Regions from separate parts of the Hordeum vulgare genome. Here all the other regions are linked to region 3. The links are chromatin contacts, called in public Hi-C maps. All regions are on one chromosome and are shown on one strand. Each heading gives the region's core, a stretch centred on a gene start, on an enhancer-like site or on the middle of the called end of the contact. The rest is flanking DNA. Distances are from core to core; before and after follow the strand shown. Region 1 holds the start of LOC123443095 (nucleolar protein dao-5). Region 2 holds the start of LOC123443094. Region 3 holds the start of LOC123443096 (subtilisin-like protease SBT3.9).

Region 1 (3,979 bases), core at 895-3,394, 530 kb before region 3:
CCATTCCTAAATATAAGTCTTTCTAGAGATTTCAGGGACTACATGCGGATTTATATAGACACACTTCAGAGTGTAGATTCACTCATTTTGTTCTGCATGCAATCCATAGTAGAATCTCTAAAAAGACTTATATTTAGGAACGGAGGGAGTATATATTCTCTTTTATAACATATTGCACCTGTCTCTCTCACACATTCCATAATAATCAGAGACCAAGTCTTCTCTTACAAATCCTTTGTAAGTATGTCTGCACATGGTTTGGGGGGCAAAGCAAGGGGGTAAAATCAGCAATACCTATTATCTCTCAAACAATTTTCTTCATCAAATGGCTGGTTGAAAAGCTCCTCTGCCTGCACAAATTCAGGATTCCAAAGTACAGCAGTATCTTTTGGAATACAAGCCTGGATACTGTAAACCTGAACTGAACAAGAACCTTTAAATGTCCGCCTTGCTTCTGCATCGTGCAAAGAAAAATGTTTAGAAGGAAGGATGACTCTTAAAATCAACATATTACTAGAGAGCACGGGAAGGTAAGTACACTATATTTTTATGCTGAACTCCAACAAACATGATCATGTTAATCATAAAAAGAATGCTATAACTTGAGGAACTGTACACCCAAAAAATAAATCTGATTCCCCGCATTACCTTCAAGGTTAGGGCCTGAAGTGAGTTTTACACAATAGTTCTCGGGATTGTTCTTTAACCACCCAGACACACTGTAAATAACTTCGTGATCAGTTCCATGTTTGTTGACAAACTCCTGAAGCAACCTGGATAGCAGTAGAGACTAGTCAGGTGATGATGCTATGTTATGCAATGGAAATGATAAGAGAAAGTGAATTATCACCTCTTGGCATCATTTGATGACACAGAAAAATTCCGGCTTAGCCATTTGTACGAAATCTGTTTGAAGAACACATATAGAGTTTGCAAACGTTAGACATGTTGTAAACAATCAGGACGGACTGAAAACAATGGCCAAGCAGCAAGCACTAAACATGTACAGAAAAAATCGTAAGTGATGAACAAAACAATGATTCACTATCTGGAGAATCACCCTGAAATCTGAACGAACTCATAGTGCAATCACATTGGATGTTATCTGATGCCCGTCTCTGATGAGATTTTCATGCTGAAATAATTTTGCCAGTTGTAAACTGAGCATCACGAGCTTAATCCTCCCTACCCCGAGAGAGGACTATAGTAATTTTAGCTAGTCATCTTGAGAAAGGTATCTAGCCTAGTTTCTACAATCAATACAGAAATTGCGCATCCATTGGAAGGAAAAATGAACTTAACTAGCACAAACACACAACAAATCACCACGATATAATATTTTCGCTTCCTTTCCAATGAAAACTTCCCACATGTACAAACGTTGACGCAGAATGAGACACTAAACCAGTCGAAGAAGGAATCCAGACTTATTTCTGCAATCCATGCAGAAATTGTGCACGAATGGAGAAGGGCACATTTTCGTCATAAAAAAAAGAATGGATCTAACTAGTACAAATGCACGGCTAATCACACAAATGATATGTGTCTGTTTCCCTTTCTTTCGACCCCCCATCCCACCCCACACACACACACACAATCATACGTTGACCCAAAAGGAGGCACTAGACCATTTTAACGGCACCAAAATCACCAGAAGGTACACCTCACACGAATCTCAACCCTAACTCAAATCATTCGCACCAGAAGGGGACAGCAAGAACAATACAACCAGCGGAATCCAAGAAATCGCGTCTCCCCTGCTCCTCCACGCGGAGAAACCCCGCGCACGCAGAATCGAACGGGCGAACCGTCGGAGGGCGATTGAGCCATCAGACGGGGCGAGGGGAGGGGGAGGGGGGGGGGGGGGGTAATTTCCGATGGTTACCACGCGGAGCTGGTCGGAGAAGAGGGCGTGGATCTGGGGCAGCAGGTCGAGCAGCGCGCCGTCGGCCATCGTCCGGTGGCCTCCGCTCCCGATCCGGAAGGTTGTAGAACCCTTGCTAGGGTTTCGAATCGGGGAGCGGCGGGGGAAGACGAAGGGAGGAGTGTGGCGCGGGATTGGATTGGGGCTGGGGGGCGGTTTTCCCGCCTCCCCTGTTTTGTTGGCGCGGTCCGTGTCCGGGTAGAGGGTCCTACGGCGCGCAGTTCATTTGCCGAAAGAAAGCCCGCTCGAGCATTTTTTTTTTTTCTTTGGTCTTTTATCAGTTTTGCCTAGTTGTGTCACACCAGTGAGAGCAACTCTAGCAGTCTCTGTATAATTACGACTTGCAAACGCGTTTTACAGTTCGACGAAGTGAAGTTTTGTGGGACGAAATGTTGCTCTGCAGAACAGAACCCGTATAATCAAACTGCACAATTTGAAATAAAACATTTGCGGGCGAAATTGAAACCACGGTCTACATAAAACATGATCATACAAACTACATTCACAGCCTGCATCACTTACTAGAGGGGGAGCACACCTACTGGAGCTCATCGGAGCTCACCACAGCTACTAGCTATCCTACCGCACTACGCAAAATTGAGCTCACTGGAGTCGAGCTCGTGTTGTAGTACATGTGCAGTGCGCTCAGTTGTCGGAGGAGGAGGAGGAGAGCTCGATGTAGATGTGCTCCTTGTGGCCGAAGGCGAGGGCCGACGCGACACCCTGCTCGTAGAGCATGGTGTCGATCTCCTCCTCCCTCCGACGGCGTTGCTGGTCCTCTTCCACCTCTCGTGCACTCCGAGCCAGCAGCACGCGCAAAAGGCTATCCGCCTCCGCCGGAGGAGGAAATCCTCCGGTCCGACGACGGCCCCGGCACGTCGCTCCGACACCGCCTCGGCCTCCGGCTCCATCTTCACCGCTGGGAGCTCTTTGAGCTCCCTCTTCACCGGGGGGAGGAAGGAGCACGAGCGCGAGCTCGACGCCTCGAAGGAGTTGCCGGAGAAGAGGCAGCCGCGCGCACGGTCGTACTCCTCTATCTCGCAACGGAGGAGCGACGGCGGCGGCGTCTGGCCCCACTGCGTGTACCGGCGGGCGGCGCGCTTACGGGCGGCGTCGGATCTGACGCAACGAGCCCTCTCGGGGTCGTCGTTCCTACGGCTACCGGAGTTGGCCATCACAGACGGTGGAATGAGCGGCTATGCGGCGGAATGAAGGCGCGCGGCGGCGGATTGGAGGCGCCGGCGGTGAGGTGGGGCGACTTTTCGCGGCGGCGGAGGGATAGGGTTTCGACCCGCATCGAGCGGTCGAACCCGCAGTTTACCGGTCGAGCGCTCGCGTTTACGGGCCACCGCAAAATTTTTACGGGTCGGGCCGCGTTTACAATATCTGCTCTGGCGGGAAAAACAACCCAAACCCGCATACTCGTCGGAATTTTTGCGGGTCGGACGTCTTGCGGGATCTGCTAGAGTTGCTCTGAATCTTCCCATCAAAAATGACAAAAAAATCATTAAGGCACTGTTTGATAGCAAAGTACTAAGAAAAAAACAAAATATCAAAAACTACAATGATTTTGTTTATAGGTACAAAATACCATGATTTTAATATGACAACCTTTTTTAAAGTATTGTGACATGTTTGGTCAGGCCATAAAATGTTGTAAATTTTACTAGCTAGCAGTTGGCCGTACCCGCATTCATAGCTAGCTAGCTATTGCTTTTGGTGATGCAAACTCTATTTCTGTTGCGTTTATCCAGCTAGGTAGCTGGCTAGTCCTTGCCATCAGCGTGCATAGAACAGCAGCATGCACGAACAATTCCAGCTTGTATGTTAAGAAAAAGGCCACCCACAATATGTCTCTTTAATTTTTCCACAAAACTGTAAAGGATTTTGTGTTTAGTGATTAGTACTCCCTCCGTTCTTAAATATAAAACATTTTAGAGATTTAAATATAGACTATATACGGAGCAAAATAAATGAATCTATATCCTAAAATATGACTACATACATCTGTATATAGTTTATAGTGATTTTTTTAAAAGATCTTATATTTAGTAA
Region 2 (4,591 bases), core at 690-3,189, 660 kb before region 3:
AAGAGAAAAGTACTTTTGTACACCACAGCCCTATACGTATAGTAGCACTCCTGCGTGCTACTAGTTCGTGTACAGTAACTCTACCGACAGTACAGTTCACGGGTCCCTGAGGTTAATCTCTCATGATGGTAAGTGAGTGGTAGCGTCACATCGCCTGGCAGGTGGGCCCTGTGGCCGGTGGCTGGCATGTGGGGCACGCGCCAACGGCAGCGGCACTGTGCAGCCGGTGAGGTCAACAGCAGCGTAGCTAATACGACTCGTACTTGGCTCACGCTCTACGGCAGGAGACAAAGGTCGGTGTGCACCGTGGTCCACCGGCCCGGCGGTGCGTGGCCAGTAGTACGTAGTAGTAGACGTGGTGGACAAAATGCGAGGACCAATCGTGCACTCGCAAAAGAAAAAGAAAAGGTCGATCTCACGCCCTGGTAGCAGCCATTAACGAGCGCATTCAAAGCTGGCGATAAATTACGACGCTGCCGCGTTTGTGATGCTCGGCTGGTCCTTACGGCTGGTGATTTTGGCGCGGTCTGCCTCTTCTGCCTGAGCCTGTTTGTAATGGAAGTATTACAGGTAATTTCATGTACGACAATTATTCCGTCATTTTTGATAAATCGGTATAGTACTAAATTAAGAAAAAAGATTAGGTATCATAATACATACAGTATTATAATAAATAATGTGTTATTATGTATCTTGTATGATAATAAATAAACTATCTTATAATGTCAACATATAATATTATGCATTACGGATGTGGTATCATATACTACTCCTTATGTTTCTAAATATAAGTCTTTTTAAAGATTTCATTAAATGACAACATACGGAGTAAAATAAATGAATGTATATTTTAAAGTATATGTGCATATATATTCGTATGTAGTGTTTTAATAAAAACCTCTTCAAAAATTTATATTTAGAAACGGAGGGAGTAGTATCAAATGCTTGATAATGAATATGCGATACTGTACTATTACAATACCACTACAACCAGTCTGAGAGTTTTGTTCGGGTAGGCAATGGCGGCGTGGTTTGATTGACTGATTTATTTATCGTGGAGGGCTTTTGCGGTACAACAAGTTTATTCAGGAACGTCGCAATCATCTACATACTCCAAAATTAAACCACGTGTATTAGCAGGAAAAGAAATGACATGGGGCGCGTAAACAAAACAAAGTTGTGGTGGTAGTAAACTAGTACTCGTAGTATAGCAAAAGTACAAGGAGCGCTGTGCTGTTTTTGGTTTTTCCTTAAGCCCAAAGGCCAAATATTTCCCCCCTCTTCCCTCGTGTGCGCGAAATTTTCAAACTAAGGAGATGACCTCACATACCACGCCAGGACAAATAAAAAAAAAGACGAATTCGAGACTGAGAAACCTATGCTATGTTTTCGTAGACCAAGACGATCTTTGCTGCCACCAAGAATCAGCCGAGGAAACTGAACAAGGAGGGACGAACTAGCCATGACCCGCTATCAGAAGAAACGGCAGCGTGGACCGTGGTTGAAGTGCTACGAAGAACGGAGTAGAAAGAAGAAACGGCGGCGGAGGAACCACGCGACTGATTGAATCATACACGAAGGGAAGGGAACTCACCGTAGGAGGACGACGAAGGAGGCGCAGATTATCTATCTCTCGTCGGTGAGGAAAGAGGAACCAATCTTGGGAACCGCTCCGCCCCCTCCCCGCACGCCGCCTCGCTTCTTCCTCCCCGGTTCCCTCGGCCCGCTGTCTCGGAATCAAACGAGCGGCGGGCGGGAGACCCGTGGTCGGCGCAGGCTAGCTCGTCCCCCGCGACACCGACCTGTCGCCGTCTCGTCCGGGGCAGAGGACACGCGATGGCAGGGAGGCACGGGCGGCACCGGCTGGGAGACGAAGACGCGCTATCGTGTTGGGATTGGGAGAGGAAAAACTGGATTACTACTAGTCCGTATCTCCTTCCAAACCCCGGCACTGATCCCCCGGGGCGTATTTATTCGGATTCAATGCGCGCGGGTGCTCTGCCCGTAAATGCCCCTCCCGCCGCGCACGACACGTGGCGGAGGTCGGCGGCGAGGTAGGATTGGAAGGTCCGGTCAAAATCTGTGTTTTTTTTCAGATAGAGAGAGAGAGAGAGAGCATGTTTTCGTTCTGCACGGCTTTGTTGGTCCCTTTCGCTGCCGGGCGTGATTCGCCACCGGATCGGGGATGATTCGGATTACTATAGTTTATGATGGAACTACGTTTGGTTGGTCACTGATTGCATGAACTGCGGAACAACTTGTATGATCGGTCGCTTGGGAGACGATGAGATGTAGGCGTCGTCTGGTGACTGGTGTGGTGTGGTGCGGTGCGGTGCTGTTCCCTGCCTGTGTGTCTGTCTGGTCTGCTGCTTCAACGCACGGTGTCTATTCAAATGAAGAGAAAGGTTCTGTACAAGCATATTTGCTTCCGATACAAGCATCGACAAATCGAATCAAACGAGCTTGCATGTAGAGTAGTACTGGACCAAACGGGACAGTTTGGACCGTGGTTGTTGAGCCCTCCAATTGGTGCATGAGTGCCTCTCCCTCGGATTTGCTAAAGCTCACTATGTCTAAGGCTCTCCATAGTGGGAGTAACTTAGACCCTCCGTTCAGGTGCATAGGGCATGCGTCGTAGTTCTATGTCGTTAATTTAACTACTTAAATATGTATATATATAATAAATAATATATTATTTGATTCATGTCGGGTTTGTATTTTTTTAATATGTAATTTTTATCGCATATAATATATATTTAGCTAGTTAAATTGACAACCTAAAACTAGGCGTATGCCCTATACACTTGGACGGAGTAGTAGTATCATACACTTGGGACTAGCAAACATGATGACGTGGCACACAATTAAAGAAGAGAGAGGGGTTAGAGTAACATAGGTAGATACCGTAACATGTTAAATGTTATACTACTATGTGTCATGCATGTCAATAAATGAGGCCATCTATGATACTTCCTCCGTCACGGTTTAGAAGGCACAGTTAAACTTGCGTGCGTTTCAAAATAGACAAGGTTTAAGGCGCGAAAGCAATTACTCTTATTAATTAGTACTAGTACTAGTCATGCATGCGCCCTTCCAATTTGTTGTTGAGACATTAGTACTAGTATTTTCTGAGTTGATTAGGCGCATTAGCATTTACACCTGCTACATCTCACAACCAATCGATGACTACCTTGGTCCCAGAGATTTTCAAGCCTGCCTTCTAAACCGTGATGGAGGGAGTACAAGTTTATCATACTATGCACTATGAAGGTAGTATCATACAATAATATCATATGCATGATACTACTATATGATACTCCCACTATGGCCAGCCTAATTCACTCTACTTACCATTAAGTATGAGATGTGATTCGTGTAGCTATCGACAACATGTGTAGCGATTTATCAGTGCGGCCCGTTTTGAGTTTTTTCTGCAACTCGACCAGATTACTGGCTCTATTGTGTTAGATTGTGGGCTTTGAACTTTTCTTTTTTGATTTTTGGTTTTCAAACCCATAGCCACTCGAGCAGCATCTCTTTCCTCCTTTCGATCATTGAAAGAGATAATGTCTTTGGAGATGCAAAAGCTTTTTTTAGAAAAGAAGGACTGCCTTCAGTCTCTGCATCAAAAAGATGCATGCGGTCGTTTTATTAAATAGAGTGAAATCATAGTTACTTCTTAGGGTGGTTTTGATAATTGATCACAACATATGCATCATTACACTAATGTTTTTCCAAATATATTTCAGAAAAGTTCAAAAGATGCTATGGCTTAAGGTTCATGTGGAGATACCCCTAGATGCAAGAAAGAAATAATATTGGCTCAAGCTTCAAGCTAGAAGACTTTTCATTTTATATTTGTGAGAAATCACTTCGGAGTACATAGGAAATCCAATGCTATTAAAAGGGGGTGAGGTAGTAAAAAGAACTGATTGCTCAAATGTTCAAAATTAGCCACCAAAACACTCGATCATTTTTCCCACATATCCACTCCGTCAAGTTCCACATTCACAAATTCGGTGTCACTAACATTTTCACATCGGACCCACCGAGTTTGAACCTTAAACAGAACCCTAGCCATTCCCACCAAATCGGTGCGACCGAAATTGCATTGGTGCTATCGAGTTTAGTGTGACCAACATTCTATTGCCAAGATACACAAAATCGGAATTTCCAAGTTTGAGTATCGGTGCCACTGAGTCAGCCCATCTGACCGTTAGTCACCTTTTCGGTGCCACCAAGTTCTATATATCAGTCTCACCGAGATTCAAAAGTTCACACTTTTAGTACAAGTCGGTACCACCGAGTTGTCCACTTCGGTGTCACCGAGTTTGCTCTTTTGTGTGTAACAGTTGGATTTTGGCTGTCTTCTATATATACCCCTTTGAAAGGACGTGGATGTTGCCTAGAAGGGGGGTGAATAGGCGTTTTAAAATAATTACGGTTTAGGCTTGAACAAATGCGGAATAAAACTAACGTTTAATTTGTCAAGCACAAAACCTAAAACAACTAGGCTCATCTATGTGCACCAACAACTTATGCTAAACAAGATAAACAACTAAGTGATAGCAAGATATATAACAAGAAACAA
Region 3 (4,307 bases), core at 353-2,852:
CAAATAGTTTGAGGGTCCAAACCAGCAAGACGGCAAATACTGCTGCACAGACATTCCAATTCTCACACGTACTCTTGGATGCTAAAATCATCAGAAGGTGCTAGAATCTGTAAAGGTAGTAAAATATGTAAATCACCAAGAGGGATGAATTGGCATGTTACATCGAATCAGGACATAGACAACTTTGAGCAAAAGAAAGCTAATGACTAAGAAGTGAGATGGAACGGGAGCTAACAGAAAGAAGAGGCTAACAACACGTGGCTTGAAAGGTTGTGAGCATGCGTGTCTATTATCTCAGATGGACCTGCAATGAAAGTACGCACATCAAACCTTGTGCTGCTCTTTTTCAAGTGACAATCGGAATGTTACTGCCCATGTAAATGATGAAGAAAAGAATCAAAGGACAGATATTGGGATATGATGGTCCACAGTAGGTGTCGAGGAAGAGGATGACCACATTTTCTGTAGTGTGAACCGGTGGAGGTGGCCTGCTTATTTGCTACAAATAAACTGTCATTGGTACTCCTCATACGTGGGACCAAATTTTATTCTAGATTTTCCCATGACTCGTCGCTTGTGGAGAAAAAATCAGATTGGGGTAAGCTGTGCAGCCTTGATTGGATTGTACCTAATTTCAGTTCCCCATGGTTGAAAGATTGAAATTGGAAACGGCTGGAGAGCATATGTGGTAAGGAAGATAGGTTGTTGTAAGGTTAACCTGAGGGCACGCTATACCTGAAAACCAATAAGAGATGTTTATGACTGGAGTTGCATCGGTTAATTTCGTTACCCAGTTATGTACCTCCTGTTATAATTGCAATGTCTTCCACAAATAGGGGGTTTCGTTCACAGAAAGAAGGATACTTAATTGCCGCCACTTTGATCATCCCAGATAGCTTGTTTCTCGTCAAAGTAGCCAATGTAGCTTCTTCGACAGCATCAGCCATTAATAAAAATGGAAAATCTTCTTTTACAGCATTAAAACATGCCCATAAAAGGTCCCTTGGATAAGAAATTATCTTGTCAACCAACAGGATCTACAAAAGACAAACTCTTAAAATTATCCAGCATAGTGATGTGTGTGCATCTTCTGATATAGTGGCTTAGGGAGACGTGATGGAGATCTCTGCACTATGTTACAATCAGTGAACTCCACAAACATATTTGGCATGATAAGTTAGTCAGTGAACTCCGCAGACATATTTGCATGATTAGTCACAAAGAAAGGTGAGAGGTAACCACGTACAACCTCCATTCTTCCGACAACCTCTAATCTTTTTACCGTGCTTCTCCCTTTTTCAATTCTAACCATGCCTTCCCTGCCTACTTTTTAGAAGCATCAGAAATTATGTTTCCGACGGCGTAATCATTTCCCGCGCTAACTGCAACCACATGTGCTTATTTCATGGTCTTCCATCTAGAAGGCAGTAGTTTACAAAATGTTATGATATCTTTGCTAAGAACATACAGAAACATTCATAGTCATAGATTAACTGATAAATCATACCTCCAGTGACATCAAGTTGAGTTCAGAAACCAACTCATCAGAAGTACTCCCAATGCCAAGCGCAATTTGTACCAGGTTCATTCCAACAAGAAGAACCTACTCTTCGAAAATATTGAGGTGCGGGTTTAGGTTTCAAAATCAAAAAATTCTCCTAACAACTTTTCAAACCAAGAAATATAGAGCACTATTATCCTGTATCTGTCAGCATACCTTCATTCCTTCAGAAATCAAGCCGGCAATATTGTTAGTCGTAGCGCCGACCTGTCAGACCACCACCCACACTCCTCCCGGCTCCTCCTCGCCTATACCGCCGCCAAGTTCTTCACCACGCCGTTGTCGTCGCCTGCCAGAGGGGCGTCTGCCGCCGCTGGCTCTCTTGGGGTTGCGAGTGCAGTACTGCCCCTTCAAAGGTAGCGGCACAAGCATTGACCCTAGGTCGGAGGAGGAGACGGATCGGGAGGGATGGGGACTAGGCATGAGTGGAAACGATGTATGCGGTCCCGGCGGCGGCGGCGGTGGCATGGTACCCTCTCTCTCGTAGCTTGTTCCTACTGTCCTGCGAGCGGATTGCTACGATCGATCGCTCTCTTAGTGGGCTTCATTCGGCTGGTTGGCCCAATCAACAAGATTGCTCTAAATCTGCCACCGGAGTTATGGCTGGCCAAACAGGCCGGCCCGTGAGCCGGCCGGCTCGGCCCGTCATGGGCTAGGCATGACACGACTTAAACGGGCCCATGTCAGGCACGCAGCACGCCTCGGGCCATGCCTGGGCCTGGAGGCTGGACACGCGGGTCAGCACGGCACGGGCCGTTTATTATATATATATATTTTTTTTAGATTTTTTATATATATACATAATACTAGTTCAAATGCCCGTGCGTCGCACCGGGCTAGAAAAAAATGCAAAACCTACTTGTTTTATCATTATGCGGCATTAATTTTAATAAATATCAATTATAATGTTAAATGTAAGACATCTATTTTTGGACGGAAGGAGTTTCTTTTAAAGTTTTAAAATATAATGTAATGCTTACATAAAAACTGGATTACTTTTTTAGTAATAATTATCAATTTTATTGAGTGGTAATAATGTTTTGGCAAATACAGTACTACCGAGCAAGGTAAATTTTGATCTTGTCATCCTTCCAGGCTAACCAAATTAGGCCGCAGCGGGCACCTAGTTCAGAAGACACCACGCCACATATTTCTTAGCTTGAAATTGATAGGCAACCCAACATTAAACGAACCAGCAGCAGAATCACACACACACATAGAGAAATCTGAACCCGAACCTCGACCTCACTTCAGATCTGAAGTGAGTGAGTGAGGTCTAAAGTAAGGGTTGAGCGCCACGGGTAAATTCAGACCACAGGGTTCTTAGATCTAATCAATTTCAAACGTTCTGTAAAAGCAAAAAACTGAACTAATGGCCACGACAATGTCAGAAGTGGAGAAGCAACCTGGCCCGAGGAGCAGAGAAGAGGAAATGATGCTTCATGGTAACAAGGCACATAACGTAAGCATAGCAAATAGTTTACCATGAGAAGAGGAAGAGCATGAGGGCGCAGGCGCGGGAGCCCCCGGGCTTGAGCCCGCGTCCGCAGCAGAAGCACCGGCTGGCGAGCATGACGACGACCTGCGCGGCGGTGAGCAGGAGGAGCGCGCCGATGCCGTAGCCGGTGGCGACGTCGGAGTTGTAGACGCAATAGTCGTACTCCTTGGCCAGATCCGGCGTCACCGTGGCCTGCGCACCATTTTGCGTCAACTGATTAATCAGCGGGGCCAGGGCGGTCGAGAGATCAGGCGAGCGAGTGAGCTTCTGGGGCGTGCAGGTGTAGGTGCAGGGCTTACCTTGCTGCGGCGCTGCTCGGCGGCGACAGCGAGGCCGAAGGCGATGAGGTTGAGGAGCAGGGCGGACACCTGCACGATGATGGACGCCATTGCTCCCTCTCTCTGTCTCTTTGTTTCCTTGGTTGCTTGCTCTGCTGAGGAAAGTGAGGTGTGGAGGACGACGGGAGCCACGGCGATGCGCGACGAGCGGAGAAGCGTCGGCGTCCGACGCGGCTCCGGTGGCCGACAACGAGGCGGGCAGGACCGGCTGAGGAGGCGCGGATGGGGTCCTTCGACCCAGACCCGGCGAGATCCAGCTCGCGATGGGGCCGACGGGGCTCCACGGGAGGCGAGCTCGGGGCGGTCGATCTGCCGAAGGAATCCGACCGATGGCGGCACGGCAGGACGGCGAGCTCGGAAGCTCGGCTGGGCGCGAGAGGCGCGGGATCCGGCGACTCCTGACGGTGGGGCTCCGGCTGGCGGGGGAGGTGGAGGAGCGAGGAAGGACGCCACGACCCAGACGATGAAACGTTTTCTCCACTTATTATAGGACTGCGGGTTGATTTCGAAGAAATAGAGGGGTTGTTTTGCAAAAACGCCAGCGACGGAATATGTCCATAAAGCTTAAAATATGGGGCCCAGCATGCTAATCGAACCAACATGCCGGACCATTTAATAAACAGGTCGTGCTTGGGCCTGAAGGCGCAATCCACGGACTGGCATGACATGGTTCGATTAGTAAACGTGCCGGTGCGAGCCGTGTCGTGCCGTCCCGTTTGGCCAGGTATGACCGGAGTAGCTGCCCTAACAGCGTGTTTGGCAGCTTGAGGGATTGGGCATGGGAGTTACGAGGGGAAGTTTGTGAAGAAATTAGACTTGAGAAATAGATTATTAGTTCCAATCCCATGTTTAGTGTGTGGTAGTAATTAGCCGTGGGAATTCTATAAGTTATTTTCCTTCGTTTGGTTTA

What was found. A called contact is a pair of places that touch in the nucleus more often than the background predicts.
Region 1: a contact with region 3 is called in a Hi-C map of seedling, with 2.7 times the contacts expected there. The contact joins the promoter of LOC123443095 here to the promoter of LOC123443096 in region 3. A contact is called at or near these places in 2 of 6 Hi-C or Micro-C datasets (leaf and seedling).
Region 2: a Hi-C map of leaf shows a contact between it and region 3, with 1.7 times the contacts expected there. The contact joins the promoter of LOC123443094 here to the promoter of LOC123443096 in region 3. A contact is called at or near these places in 2 of 6 Hi-C or Micro-C datasets (leaf and seedling).

Annotation. Positions count from the first base shown.
Region 1 is chr3H:89,229,324-89,233,302 of MorexV3_pseudomolecules_assembly, forward strand. It overlaps LOC123443095 (nucleolar protein dao-5), which reads right to left and starts at 2,145. Exons shown (of 8, transcript XM_045119349.1): 1 at 1,886-2,145; 2 at 851-906; 3 at 649-773; 4 at 295-454. The coding sequence starts at 1,954.
Region 2 is chr3H:89,095,697-89,100,287 of MorexV3_pseudomolecules_assembly, forward strand. LOC123443094 reads right to left here and starts at 1,940. Exons shown (of 2, transcript XM_045119345.1): 1 at 1,595-1,940.
Region 3 is chr3H:89,755,718-89,760,024 of MorexV3_pseudomolecules_assembly, forward strand. LOC123443096 (subtilisin-like protease SBT3.9) reads right to left here and starts at 1,603. Exons shown (of 12, transcript XM_045119351.1): 1 at 1,508-1,603; 2 at 236-1,417; 3 at 1-107. LOC123439595 reads right to left here and starts at 3,448. Exons shown (of 2, transcript XM_045116288.1): 1 at 3,359-3,448; 2 at 3,042-3,251. The coding sequence starts at 3,448. The coding sequence ends at 3,042.